Linked DNA regions of Mus musculus: region 2 is linked to region 1. The links are chromatin contacts, called in public promoter capture Hi-C maps. All regions are on one chromosome and are shown on one strand. The core of a region is the stretch at or near the end of the contact, and the rest is flanking DNA. Distances in the headings are between cores, read along the strand shown.

Evidence for each region. Promoter capture Hi-C pulls out the DNA fragments that hold promoters and counts their contacts.
Region 2: a contact with region 1 is called in a promoter capture Hi-C map of the 3T3-L1 cell line, with 4 times the contacts expected there. The contact joins the promoter of Mogat1 here to the enhancer-like site in region 1. A contact is called at or near these places in 4 of 39 promoter capture datasets (the 3T3-L1 cell line, the C10 cell line, hippocampal neurons and 1 more).

Annotation. Positions count from the first base shown.
Region 1 is chr1:77,995,585-78,003,069 of GRCm38.p6, forward strand. No RefSeq gene overlaps it. Among named protein-coding and RNA genes, the nearest start is that of Gm26263, 100 kb to the left of the region's middle. Within about 2 kb of position 3,542, at least 1 of the 459 cell types and tissues checked has an H3K27ac peak or open chromatin away from gene starts, as enhancers often do.
Region 2 is chr1:78,509,345-78,516,265 of GRCm38.p6, forward strand. Mogat1 (monoacylglycerol O-acyltransferase 1) reads left to right here and starts at 1,716. Exons shown (of 7, transcript NM_026713.3): 1 at 1,716-1,744; 2 at 2,524-2,711. The coding sequence starts at 2,618.

The DNA.
Region 1 (7,485 bases), core at 2,292-4,791:
CACTTCCTCCAAAAGGCTCCACATCTAAGTTTCATGACCTTTCCAAATGGTACTACCTGGGGTGTGAGGGTGGGTGTGAGGTATTCAAACACATGAGTTTGGGGCGGGGGGAGGGGTGGCATTTGACATTGAAACCTTTGAAGCTATCATCCAGTTATCCCCACATGTCAAGCTCTGGGCTGGGAATTCAAGGGTAAACTTTAAAGGGGGAAGTGTTTTGAGTAGCACGGTGGCATTGGGTCACCTCTCTAGCTTCACCAAGCCTTTTCAAATCAATAGCTACTCTCAGGAGGTTGCATTAAACAGGGAAACGGGCAGAAATAAACAAGGATGCAGATTCCATGTGATATCCAGCAGCAGCAGCGTGTAATTTCATCTCATTGCTCACCGTAGGAAAATAATAACAAAACAGCTCCTTATAAAGTCCCGATTGGCAATACTAGGAGAGCATGTAACCTGAAATATTAAAATGCAATTATTAAATAACAAACTTCATTCAGCCGCAGACATTAATTGATGCCACTACTCCAAAGCATACAACATGATTAAATTGGCCATGGCTGACTAACATGGTATTTTCAAATGTTCTCACGGGGAATTTTTGTAAAGACACACCAGACAGTTATCAACAGGGGCATTTGGTGATTAGTCTGTCTGGGACAAACCTCCCCCACCTCTCTCCTGCAAATATCACCTGACATGTTTGGGGGCTCTGTTTCTGTCCGCTGCTTTCCCTGCTGTGTTCATTAGAATCTAAGTATCGCCTCAATCCTTCCTGAATCTCTTCCCTGGCCATAGTGATTGCCTCTGAGATCAGCCTCTGAGCTAAGTGAAGTCAGTTGCAGTTCTTCACTGCCCTGGCTCCAGCTAGCTCTAGGAATTGGACAATTGGATCTAAAAGAAAGGCATCTAACTGAGCTCTGACCACTGTTGAAAGCACACTCTATTCCTCATGAAGGGCAGTGGGGTAAGATATGGTCCCAGGAGCAATAGTGAGAGGTGCAATTCCCCCCTCACGGAGAAGGCTGAGCTGGAGAGAGAGGTGAAAACAGAGTATGTGGTTCCCCGGCGTAGCCCTGGTTGCTCTATGTCTATGTCTTATGGATGGAAGAGTCTTTTTTTTCCTTTTTTTTAAATTGGGTATTTATTTCATTTACATTTCCAATGCTATCCCAAAAGTCCCCCACACGCTCCCCCACCCACCCACGCCCACTTCTTGGCCCTGTCGTTCCCCTGTACTGAGGCATATAAAGTTTGCACGACTAATGGGCCTCTCTTTCCACTGATGGCTGACTAGGCCATCTTTTGATACATATGCAGCTAGAGTCAAGAGCTCCGGGGGTACTGCTTAGTTCATAATGTTGTTCCACCTATAGGGTTGCAGATCCCTTTAGCTCCTTGGGTACTTTCTCTAGCTCCTCCATTGGGAGCCCTGTGATCCATCCAATAGCTGACTGTGAGCATCCACTTCTGTGTTTTCTAGGCCCCGGCTTAGTCTCACAAGAGACAGCTCTATCTGGGTTCTTTCAGCAAAATCTTTCTAGTGTATGCAATGGTGTCAGCGTTTGGAAGCTGATTATGGGATGGATGAGTCTTAAAGTTCAGGCTCTTCCACCAACTAACACCCCTGTTTTATATAAATGGCACATGAACTCTGTCCCTGAAAACTCATGGAGTTTGATGCAAAGTATAAGCAAACCATCATCTCCTGCAATAAACCCATTCACCATGCTGCATTCTTCTCCACTCATGTAGCTATGAAACACAAAGCACACTGCTGAGGAGATAAAAGGCGTCTCTGTGAGGTCAAGAATAGCATCACTTGATCACCGTCATCAAAAGGGTATAGAAGTTTGCCAGCATTCTGAGTAGAGGGAATAGTACTCCTAAAACAGAGATATGAGTTGGGAAGATAGTTCACTTAGTAAAGACCTGGCTATGCAAGGGACAGGGCCTGTGTTTGGCTTCCTGGTGCCCATGGTAACATAATAAACAAATGGGCACAGGGCCATGCGCCTGTAATCCCATAGCTAGAGATGCAGAGACAGGAAGATGCCTGGGGCTTACTGATCAAATTAATGGGCTCCAGGATCAGCAAAACACCCCATCTCAAAAGTGAGGTTGAGAGAAATTAAAGAAGACACCAAACATCAACTTCTGGTCATTTCTCACCCCTACCCTCCCATGCACACATTAAGTAGAGGCATAAAGTCTATGAGCCTTGTTATTTTATAAACTATTTTTTTTTTGTTCATGGGGTAAAGAAGGCAGAATGTTGTTCTAAACTGATAAAAACTGATGAAAGCTTACATTATGATAAACATTAGAAGTCGCTGGGCCCCTTGATGTTTATAAGCTATTTTGGTTAGTTTTTGTTTTTAAGACAGGGTTGCTCTGTATAGTCCTATCTGTCCTAGAACTCTGTAGACCAAACTGGCTTGGAACTCAGAGACCTGCCTGCCTGCCTGCTGTCTGCCTGCCTCCGTCTCCCAAGTACTGGGATTAAAGATGTGTGCCACCACTGCCTGGCTACAAGCTATTCAATATGGAACCTGCATAACCAATTTGACTTATCTCACATAAGAAAGAATTTGTGCCAAGGTACTGTCTTCTTTCCCTAAAGGTAAAAATGTGACTGAGGACCAATCCCAGGAGATTCCGAGGAGACAGTACTATAAAGTGTGTCCACTGGGCTGTGGATAAACGTCGGCTTTAGCAGTGTCACTTGCCTAGCATGGGCAAGGCCTCCATTCAATACCTAGGACTTCAAAGACAACTTAAAGATAAAACAGCAAAATAATGTGAGCACCAATAGAGCCACCTACCTGGGGGCATGAGTCACGACATTATAGAGAAGATGAGTCTTAATGTAGAACTTGAAGTTTACACGTTTATAGAATCTCCCCAAGCAAAGATGGATTAGAACATTAATCTTCTAAGTGTGGTCCAGGGGCCTAGGAAGGTGGCTCCATGGGTATAAAGTGTTTGCCATGCAAGAATAAAAACCCCAACTTGGATTCCTGGAATCCATGTAAAAAGCTGGGCACAATAGTATGTGCCTATTTATTACCAAGTGCTGGGGAGGCAGACCCAGAAAGATATTGGGGGCTCTCTGGCTGTCAGGAAAACCTGCTAATTAAGGTTATACTCTATCATGTCCAGAGAGCTCTTCTAAGCTTGGCCCAAAATGGAAGAGTCCCTTTACCAGCAGGGCTTCTTCTTCCCTGACCATGTCTCGGGGCCCAACCCCTCCGCCCCCCCCCCCATTACCTTCTACCTAGGGAAGATCAAGTAGTCCTTGGCAAACCAACAAGTTCAACTTCCTGTTTCCCTATAAGAACCCACCCAGCAAGTACCTGGGATTTCTGGAGTGCCTTTCCACACAAGCACTCGGCTTTCAAAATATGTTAAACATTAGCCAATGTTTTTACAATCAGCCTGAAAACTCCTTCCTACTTTCTAAGGTTCATATACAGCTCTTGTCCACCCTGAAAAAAGTGTATGCACACAAGCTAAGATCATCTAAGAGCAGTTTCATTAAAATCCTTGGAGAAGGTCTTTCCTCCAACCACCAGCACTCACTCCCAGTTGGACAGGGATCCTGCAGACCTCACCCCTTCCGGATTCTGACTCATCCTCCTCGAGCTTGGTGTGCAGCAGTACCCGGACACCCTTATGGAGAAAATGGAGGGCGCATATCATAGCTGGCACACATACTCCATTGGCCAGTGAATCTACCCGATCAGTGAGTGCTAAGTTTTAGTGTGACTTCCTATCTCAAAAACAAGGTGGTGCATGGTAGTGGAAGATACCCAAAGTTGACCTCTGTCATCCCCCAAGCACATGCATGCAAGTGCACCTGTATACATGTGTGGATGCACACACACACACACACACACACACACACACACACACACACACGCGCGATCTGAGGACCCAAAAGTGTCCCTGAGACCCTCTTATGTATAATTATGTATAACATAAGAAGGCTTTTCATGTAAGTACTAAGCTGCTCTGCTTTTTGCTTCTCATTGTTTTATAAGGATGCAGTGAAGCTTCCTACAGTGTGTTTGGGAAAGCTATATAACTCAGGGAGCCAGTTTTTTAAATGACCATTGCAAAATGGGATGTAATTATGCATTGGTAGATGAGTCATTCAAATTGCAAAAGACACTGGTGGCTTTTGATTCAACAGAAGAGGAATCCATTGACAGGCTAGAGCATCTCTTTAGCCCCAGTACCTGAAAGGGTAGAGCAGGCAGAACTTGATGAGCTTCTGGTCAGCCTGTTCTAGACAGTGAGCTCAGGCTAGCCAAGGATGCATAGTGACCCTTGCCTCAAAACCAAGAGACAGTGAGCTCAGGCTAGCCAAGGATGCATAGTGACCCTTGCCTCAAAACCAAGACAAACAAATAAAGATTCAAATTCCATATAATGATAACTTGTAAGAAATTACTGAATTCAAGAAGGTGTGGGGGCACAGGAAGAGTTGGAGGGGCGTGAAGGGGGTTGAAAAACAGAAATATCACATACTCAAGCATGAAATCCACAAACCTAAACAACGTTTATTTGGTTGGTTGGTTGGTTGGTTGGTTGGTTGGTTGGTTGGTTGGTTGGTTGGTTGGTTTTTGAGGCAGGGTTTCTCTGTGTGACAGTCCTGACTATACTAGAACTCATTGTGTAGACCAGGTTGGCCTTGAACTCACACAGCACTGTCTCTGCCTCCTAAGTGCTGGGATTAAAGACGCCCATCACCATGCATGGCTAAATAATACATACATAATAAGTACATAATACATACATAAATGAGACATCTTTTTAAAAAATGACAAAGAAAGAAAGAAACTACTACTTGCCAAGCCATAGATTAGAGCCAAAAAATGTTCTACCCTTAGCAGAAATATCTGCTAGGATCAGTTTTAAAAGACTACATTGTCTATAGAGGCTTCAAACAAAGCAACATTGTTCCCGCAGATTGAGAAGATAACTTAATTTGATTCTATTAAGCCACGTGTTAAAGAGATTTATAAAATGTAAAGCAATATTTATCTTCTCACTAAATTTGTTTTGAAAACTAGAATTATTCTTTACAAAAGTATGCATGAGCAGGTATTACACACCAAACTGTATTCCCAAAAAGATATGTAAATAGCACCCTGTGAACAGGACCTTATTTTAAAATAGATTTTATATAGGATCAAGTTATTTGAGTCACTCTTAATCCTGGATGAGTGATGTCCTTATAGAAACCACTTTAGATACTAAATTGACACGAAGATACTGGCATCTAGAAGGGGACGAACGCCTCAGAGTACCACAGCTGGAAGAGAAATCAAGGATGGAGTCTTCGAGGCTGGAGAGATGGCTCAGCAGTTAAGAGTACTAACTGCTCTTCTGAATGTCCTGAGTTCAAACCACATGGTGGCTCACAACCATCCATAATGAGATCTGATGCCCTCTTCTGGAAGGTCTGGAAGGTACAGTGTACTTAGATAAAACAATAAATAAATCTTTTTTTAATTAGCTATTTTCTTTATTTACATTTCAAATGTTATCATCATTCCTAGCTTCCACTCTGAAGACCCCCATCCCTTACCTTCTCCCCCTGCTCACTAACCCACCTACTCCTGCTTCCTGGCCATGGCAGTCCCCTATAGAACTTTCACAGGACCAAGGGCTTCTCCTCCCATTGATGACTGACTAGGCCATCCTCTGCTACATATGCAGCTAGAGCCATGAGTCCTACCATGTGTTTTCTTTGGTTGGTGATTCAGTCCCAGGAAACTCTAGAGATACTGGTTAGTTCATATTGTTGTTCCTCCTATGGGGCTGCAAATTTCCTTCAGCTCCCTGGGTACATTCTCTAGCTCCTTCATTGGGGACCCTGTGCTTCATCCAATGGATGGCTGTGAGCATCCACTTCTATATTTGTCAGGCACTGGCAGAGCCTCTCAGGAGACAGCTATATCAGATTCCTATCAGCAAGCTCTTGTTGGCATCCACAATAATATCTGGTTTTGGTGGTTGTCTATGTGTTGGATCCCCAGGTGGGGGAAGTCTCTGGATGGTCGTTCCTTCAGTCTCTGCTCTGAACTTTGTCTCTGTAACTCCTTCCATGGGGATTTTGTTCCCCCTTCTAAGAAGGTCTAAAGAAGTATCCACACTTTGGTCTTCCCTCTTCTTGAGTTTCATGTGTTTTGTGAATTGTATCTTGGGTATTCCGAGCTTCTGGGCTAATATCCACTTATCAGTGAGTGCATATCATATGAGTTCTTTTGTGATTGGGTTACCTTACTCAGGATAATATCCTCCAGATCCATCCACTTGCCTAAGAATTCCATAAATTCATTGTTTTTAATAGCTGAGTAGTACTCCATTGTGTAAATATACCACATTTTCTGTATCCATTCCTCTGTTGAGGGGCATCTGGGTTCTTTCTAGCTTCTGGCTATTATAAATAAGGTTGCTATGAACATAGTGGAGCATGTGTCCTTATTACATGTTGGAACATCTTCTGGATATATGCCCAGGAGTGGTATTGCTGGATCCTCCAGTAGTACTATGTCCAATTTTCTGAGGATCCACCAAACTGATTTCCAGAGTGGTTGTACCAGTTTGCAATCCCATATAATAATAAATAAATCTTACAAAAAAAAAAAAAAAAAAAAAAAGGATGGAGTCTCCTCTAAAACCTTCAGAATTAAGCTCTCTCCCAGTCTCTCCACCTTTGGTATGAAACATCCAACAAAACTGTAAGCCAAGGAATGTGTGCTGCTTCTGTCACTTGGATTTTCCTTTATTAAATTTTATTACATTAATAAATAGTGTGTGTGTGCATTGCAGGGGCGGGAATGTGTATGCAACATAGAGAGTATACATAGGTCAGAGGACAGCCTGCTGGTATCTATCCTTTCCATCCACCATGCAGGTCCCAAGGACCAAATTCAGTTTGTCAGACGTAGCAGGAAATGCTTTTAACCTCTGAACCATCCTGCTGGCCCCGTTTGTGATGTTTGTAAAATGACTGCAATAAAACATGGGATTGGTTTACTGTTCTTAATGAACCCTTTAAATACTCTAAATTTGATATGAGGAAAATACAAATTATGTTAAAGGAAAGCTCTTTTGGGATTTTGATGGTTTTTAGATATAGAAAGAGAGCTGAGACGAAAACTTGAAGGAAGACAGGATTAGTGGACCCCTTCTTGTTCATAAAGCAAGCCAGTGGATGCCAAAGACAGTCTCTTGCATCAAGTACCAGGGGAATTTGTCATTCTTATCTAATTGGAATCTCCAGAGTTCTGTCCCAGGAAATTATCGTTTTGGGGTTTTGTTTTGTTTTGCTAAAAAAAAAAAAAAAAAAAAAAAAAAAAAAAAAAAAGAACAAGCTTGCCAGCCAGTCCTTCTGTTAACTAAGGACTAGAGATGGAAATAGCCAAAACGGGCATTTCATCCATCTCTTTGGGAATTCAAGGATAGAGACAT
Region 2 (6,921 bases), core at 466-2,965, 510 kb after region 1:
CAAAATGAGTTCCAGGCCAGCAAGGCTACATAATGAGACGCTGTCTCAAAAAAAAAAAAAAAAAAAAAAATCAAAACAATAAAATGATGAGATGATGATAGGTCAGTGAATTGACCCCCTGTTGGGTCAGAGAATGACTTCAACGGACTGTGATATGTGTTTGGGCGGGAGAACAGCTTGCTCTTCGTTCATGCCCAATATCCAGTAGCCATATAACAGTTCACAACTGTCTGTAACTCAAGTTCCAGGGATCCAATACCTCTTCTGGCCTCTGTGGGCACCCAGACATACATGTAGTACACAGACAGACAGACAGATCACCCATACACATAAAATCAAAATAGAAAAAAACCCTACACATATAAAAGTAAATAAGTCTTTTAAAACACGATGGTTCTTGCTGATCCTGATGTTGCCTGCCTGTAAGCCCCTTAGGGAGGTGGGTCACGAGATCAAGTTCATTAACATATGGAATGCAGCTCACCTGAGCAACAGGAGTCCCTCTCTCAAGCCAGTCCTCCACCTCCAACAAAAGATTCAATTGTTCTTTACTAGCTGCTTTCTGTGAGGTGACAAATGCATCATCAATAACATTCTAAGTGGTTAGGACCAAGGGTTTTAGGTGTTCTGCATATCCTACCATTTGTATCTTTCATCTGAATTTCATTTCATCTCTGTTCTGCCTAGCTTCCAGGAAAGGACAAGACAGAGTCTTCAGCACTTACCTACAATTACAGCTCTTCTCCTTCTCTCCTCTTCTCGCCTCTTTTCTCCTCTCCTCTCCTCTCCTCTCCTCTCCTCTCCTCTCCTCTCCTCTCCTCTCCTCTCCTCTCCTCTCCTCTCCTCTCCTTTCCTCTCCTCCTCCTCTCTCTCTCCCCTCCCCTCCTCCTCTCTCTCTCCCCTCCCCTCCTCCTCTCTCTCTCCCCTCCCCTCCCCTCCCTTCCCCTCCCCTCTCCTCTCCTCTCCTCCTCCCCTCTCTCTCTCCGCTCCCCTCCCCTCTCCGCTCCCCTCCCGTCCCCTCACCTCGCCTGGCCTCACCTGGCCTCGCCTGGCCTCTCCTCGCCTGGCCTCTCCTCTCCTCTCCTCTCCTCTCCTCTCCTCTCCTCTCCTCTCCTCTCCTCTCCTCTCCTCTCCTCTCCTCTCTCTCTCCTCTCTGTCTGTCTCTGTCTCTCTATCTGTGTGTGTGTGTGTGTGTGTGTGTAGGTTGTTTTAATTGTTGAGACAGGGTCTGGTAGCCCAGGCTGGCCTCTACTTTGAGTCCCAATTTCCCTAGCTCCAAATTGGCATGAATACTTCGAAGTGTTGCTATGGAGTCAGGGCATACCTGGCAAGAGACTGTCACAGTGTGTGACATAATATTCAATCACAGAATCTCCCACCTAGCATGGAGGGTGGCTCAGAAAGAACTCTAAGAAAGAAGAAAGTACCTCTTCGACCAGAAAAACAAAACTAAAACAAACAAACAAACAAAAACAGTTTTGCCAAGAAGTTACAAATGGTGCCCTTCCCCTTTTCTTAGGAAGACCTTTGCACACACATTTCCCTTTGCCTGTAGACCTCTTCAGTTAATTAAAGCAATCATTTAAAACTCAAGGGCTGGAAAGACAGCTCAACTGTTAAAATGCTTGCAAGCGTGAAAAATCTGAATCTGATGTCCAGAATTCAGGTAAAAAGTCAGGCTGGTGAGGTAATACCAGAGCACGCCCAGAGCTTTTGGGAGCTTTTGCCAGAGCAGCCTAATTGGGTGAGTCCCAAGCTCCGTTGACTCTATCTCAAAAACCAAAGTCGAGGGCTAAGATAGTATTGAGAAACATATCTGAGGTTCACTTCTGGTCTCTCCACATGCTGCTGTGCACACATTTAAGAAAACTATGCAGGTAAACGCTGAGAAAGAAACAGGCACAAGAAGTTGTCCCACCGGATTCTAACTCTTTCACTCTAGCGTTTATAATAGGGTCTTGTAATTGTATACTATTCAGTTGTATGGTTAGTTTGCTTAGATTTTTTCCTGCCCCCCCCCCAAAAAGGTCATTTTCTCACAAGATAATGGAGATTTGGTGGGCTTTCAGTATATATGGGTTAAGAGAATGAATGAAAGGAAATCATCCAGGATTTGTGTAGGAATTTTAGGACACAAAAGAAAACACAAAAAGAGAGACCCGTGCGTGCACTCGCATACGCACACACCTTGGGGGGGGGGGTAGTGTGGAGACCCACACTAATAAACGCAAGTCCCACACTTTCCTCCAGCTAGTGCTGGACCTCAAAGAACTAACCAAACTACCCACTCCCCAATTCTTGGCTTCAGAGGATGAGGTGGGTTTATGGGTGGATGCTGGAGCTGAGTGCTAGGCGGTCTATCAGATGAACAATGGTCAAATACGGGTGGAGGCCCAGGCCCTAGCGATTGGGCAGGCAGGCTGACCTCTCCCACGAGTGACCAGGGTTCTGCCTCAAGCTGTGATTAGTGATCCCCAGCACCCCGCCTCAACGCCGCGCACCCTCCCTCACCTCCTGCCCCAGGGCGAATTGGTTCCTTTCCGGCCAGCTGGAGCCTCGGCCTCCCAGTCGGTAGCAGTACCACAAATCCTGCGAAAGGAGTCCTCCGGGTAGAACCATGATGGTCGAGTTCGCGCCACTCAACACCCCGCTGGCACGGTGCCTACAGACCGCTGCGGTGCTGCAGTGGGTCCTGTCCTTCCTCCTGCTCGGTAAGAGCTCCGCCGTGCCAAACACTCACCAGACACAGTCCCTACCCTACTGCGCACAGCCTCTGGTTCCTGGGTCTGCCTGGTCAGACAGTGTTCACCTACTGTGGGACTCCCTGCTTTGGATTCCTCTCCCTCTCTCCCTCTCTCCCTCTCTCCCTCTCTCCCTCTCTCCCTCTCTCCCTCTCTCCCTCTCTCCCTCTCTCCCTCTCTCCCTCTCTCCCTCTCTCCCTCTCTCCCCCTCTTCCCCCTTTCCCCCTCCCCCTTTCTCTCTCCCTCTCTCCCCCTTTTCCCCCTTTCCCCCTCCCCCTTTCTCTCCCTCTCTCTCTCTCTCTCTCCCTCTCTCCCCCTCTTCCCCCTTTCCCCCTCCCCCTTTCTCTCTCTCTCTCTCTCTCTCTCTCTCTCCCTCTCTCCCCCTCTTCCCCCTCCCCCCCCTCTCTCTCATATTTCCTCTATGTAGCCCTGGCTGTCCCAGAAGAACTTGCTCTGTAGAACTCTTTATGCTGGCCTAGAACTCATAGATCTGCCTGCCTTTGCAAGGCAAGTGTTGGGATTAAAGACATGTGCAACTATGACTGGCCCGTACTATTTTGTTTCTAAAGCGAGGTTTGTCTTACTTACAATGGAAGACAATATACAGCTTTTCAATATACAGCTGGGTAAATTGGGGGCAACTATGGTCTCCCAAATGTAGTGATGGTCCCATCTAGAAAGTGGGTGCTATACAAAGTTTCATTTTAGTCTCTCAATGGCTGCCAATTCATTTCTGGATCCCTCAACTCATAATGAGTAAGTAATGCCCCTAGGTATTAAAACTTTGCCATCTTGACATCAGGACAAAGAGCTATTGTTAGTTTTCTATTTTCGGGTTGCCTTCGCTCCCGGGCTTTTCTGCCTAGACCCAACTACATGTTTGGGTTGGATTCGAGCGCCTTCTGTTTGGAAATAATTCACCCTGGGGTGTGTTCTGGAGTAAGGCTAAGCCCACGAAGTGACAGTATAGGATCCAGATAGCTGGACAGCACTTGGAGGAAGCTTGTCCTGAGTGTGTCATGCTCGTGGAGAAAGGTGGTGACACACAACGAGAAGAGAGGAATAACTATGAACTTCTATGCTTAAACTTTGCAGAGAAGCAGAAATGGCCCATATGGGCCAAGTCAGAGTCGCACACCTGTGGGGCTAAGTAATAATAACAACAGTCATTGCATTGCAGAGTTTTGCATGTTGGAAGCAGTTTCATGTGTTCAGTGCACTTACAGTGTCTCAGCCATGACTGTATATAAGGACCACTGAAGGAGCTGGGCTGCTGCAGCTACTGCTTCTTCTTAGTTATCCTCCTCTTCCTCCTCCTTCACCTTCCTCCTCCTCCTCCTACTCTTCATCTTTTTTTTTTTTTTTTTTTTTTTGAGACAGGGTTTCTCTGTGTAACCCTGGCTACCCTTGAACTCTTGCTGTAGACCAGGCTAGCCTTGAACTCAGAGGTCCACCTGCCTATGCCTCCTGAGTGCTGGGATTAAGGGCTTTAGCCACCACTATCATTGAAGGAGCTTTTTTAACACTCTGATGCCCAGGCTCCAGCCCTAGTATTTCTAGCTCGTTTGTCTTGGATTGCAGCCTTTACTCAGACATATAAAAACAAAAACAGAGGCAAAACTCTTCAAGTGTGCAGCAAGGGTTTATGAAAAGGTGATTCAGAGCACTAACTAACTCATTAGGGCCTCACAGACCAAACTCAGAGGCTGAGTGGTGACGGTGCAGTTCATTCTTCTCTGGACTGAGGACCAAGGAAGACCCCGAGGACACTATATCCAGCATTCAGTACTGCCAATGGCCCCCAAGCACCTTCTGTTATTACCCACACCCTCCTTATAGTTAGAGCATGTCAAGGACTCTTTCTCCTGTCTGTACAGATGGCGGAGCTGAGAGACGAAGTAAATTACTCTGTATCACAAGGCTAGTATAGTAAGTGGAGAAGCTGGAGGCAACACGAGTGTTCTATCCAATGTCCCTGGCTCAGCCACTGTGTGCCTGCTTTGGTGGCCTCACTTTCTAACCCAGATCTCAGAGAGCCCACAGTCCTTTTCGTTCATGGCATGGATTGTATTTGTAAATGTCTGCAGTTGTAGATGTCTGTGTCAGCATCCTAGTGTGCAAGTTTAGGGAAGGAGCCCCCAGCAGCTGCCTGGCCAGTGATACCCAGATACCCAAGAGGGTGTGTCCTAGGATTATTTCTACCCCATCACCCAAATAGAAGCTACCCTCCACGTGTCCCTGGAAGTATACACTCATGTCATCTCCTTAGCAGTCCAGTAAGGGTTCCTTCCTCGTCTCACTCACAATGAGGAAAGCATTGCACAGGGTCACTTAGCTTGGTGGGAGGTCTCAGAGGATGTATGCTACATGCAGGTAGATTTCATTTTTAGACACAGAAGGGCAGAGAATAGGAGGTGGATTTCCACAAACCAACTGTCTTGGTTTCTTTCTTTTTCTTAGCCTGATTTTGTTTCTTTGTGTGTGGTTTTTGTTGTTGTTGTTGTTGTTGTTTTATTTAGGTTTTAGAGATAAGGCTTCACTCTAGCCCAGGTTAGCTTTGAACTCATGGCAATCCTTCTACTTCAGTGCTAGGATTGCAGGCCCGAGCTACCACACTTGACTTTGTTTTCCAATCATTTAATATTTTGCCTTTTTTTTTTCTAATATTTTGTTTAAAAAAGCTTTAAAAATTTATCTTTTCCACATACCATTTTGAGATTCATTCTTATATTTGGATTCCAACAGGTCACTTCTCTGGGTTCCCAAGTTATGTTCTTTCTTTCTTTTTTTTTTAACGTTTTATTCTTTGTACATTTCACATCATGGCCCGCAATCCCACTCATCTCCCAGTCCCTTTATACCCACCCTTTGCCCTTGCAACTTCTTCCCCAAAAGAAAACAAACAAACAAACAAAAAATTTCACCATGGAAGCTGAGGTGTGTGTGTGTCACAGTGTGTGTCACACACACACACACACACACACTTTCATTAAACAGCTTTTTTTTTTTTTCTTTTTTGAGACAGGGTTTCTCTGTGTAGCCTTTGCTGTCCTGTAATTCATTTTGTAGACCAGGCTGGCCTCGATCTCAGAAATCTGCCTGCCTCTGCCTCCCAAGTGCTGGGGTTAAAGGCGTGCACCACCACGCCCGGCTCCAAACAGCTTTTCTTGCAAAGGTTCATTGCAGTGACTTATTGGTCTGGCTACACTGTCAGGACTGGGTCCTCACGGGGACTCCTCTCAGATATTCTGTTGTTGCCCTGTGTTGTGGAGATCCTGTAGCTTTGATTCTGGAGTACCAGACCCTTCATGTGCTCCAACAGTTCATACCTGGGGTAGATGCTGGGCTGGGCAAACTCAGTGTCCTGGATCTGGGCCTGTGTAGTCACTGAGTTGCCCAGCCAGACTGCTTTCCTTTGCTTTCCAGCACTGCCCAGGTGAGGGGCAGGGCCGGCTAGGCAAGCTTACCCAAGTGCAACAGCCAGCAAGGGGGCCGCTCTCATGGCCCCAACTCTCTGTTGCCCACTCCACCAGGGCCAGCTCTACTGTGCTATCCGGCAAAGTTCAGGACCTGCTCTTCAATGTGCTGCAGCTGGTGAGGGGTGGGGCCATCACACCGGCTTTCGTGCCTTCAGGGCCAGATCTGCACAGCCCTGGTTCATCAACGTGGCTGGAGGTGGCAGTCCAGAGCAGGGAAAACTGCATGGCCTTTGGTGGTAACATAGGTCATGGATGTCACACAGACCTCACTGCTGCAGGGCTATGGGCACAGACATGTTCCTCAGTGGCAGCTCAGGCCGAGCCATCATCATAGCCTCAGGTGGTGTCGAAGGCCACTCACATTACACTGTTCCTCTCACTAACCTCGAGTCTCCAGTTCCCCCTCTCTTCATTGTGCACATACCATTCTGCTTCTCTTTCTCTTCCGTCTCTCCATCATCTTAGTGGCACTTGGTGGGGGTGGGGGTGGGGTGGAGAGGTGGGGGGGTGGGGTTCTGTCTTCTGAGGTGGTCTCAGCTCAACGGAAGTTGTCTTCATCCCGCCTGCACCAAGTGGTGCCACCTTAAGTTATGTTCTATTGAGTGAATAAATTGTAGTTTGTGTGTCCCCGTGCTGCTGCTTGTTTATCTTGTAGCTGTCCTGAATACGTTCTGTCTTAGCTAGGGTTCCCATTGCTGTGA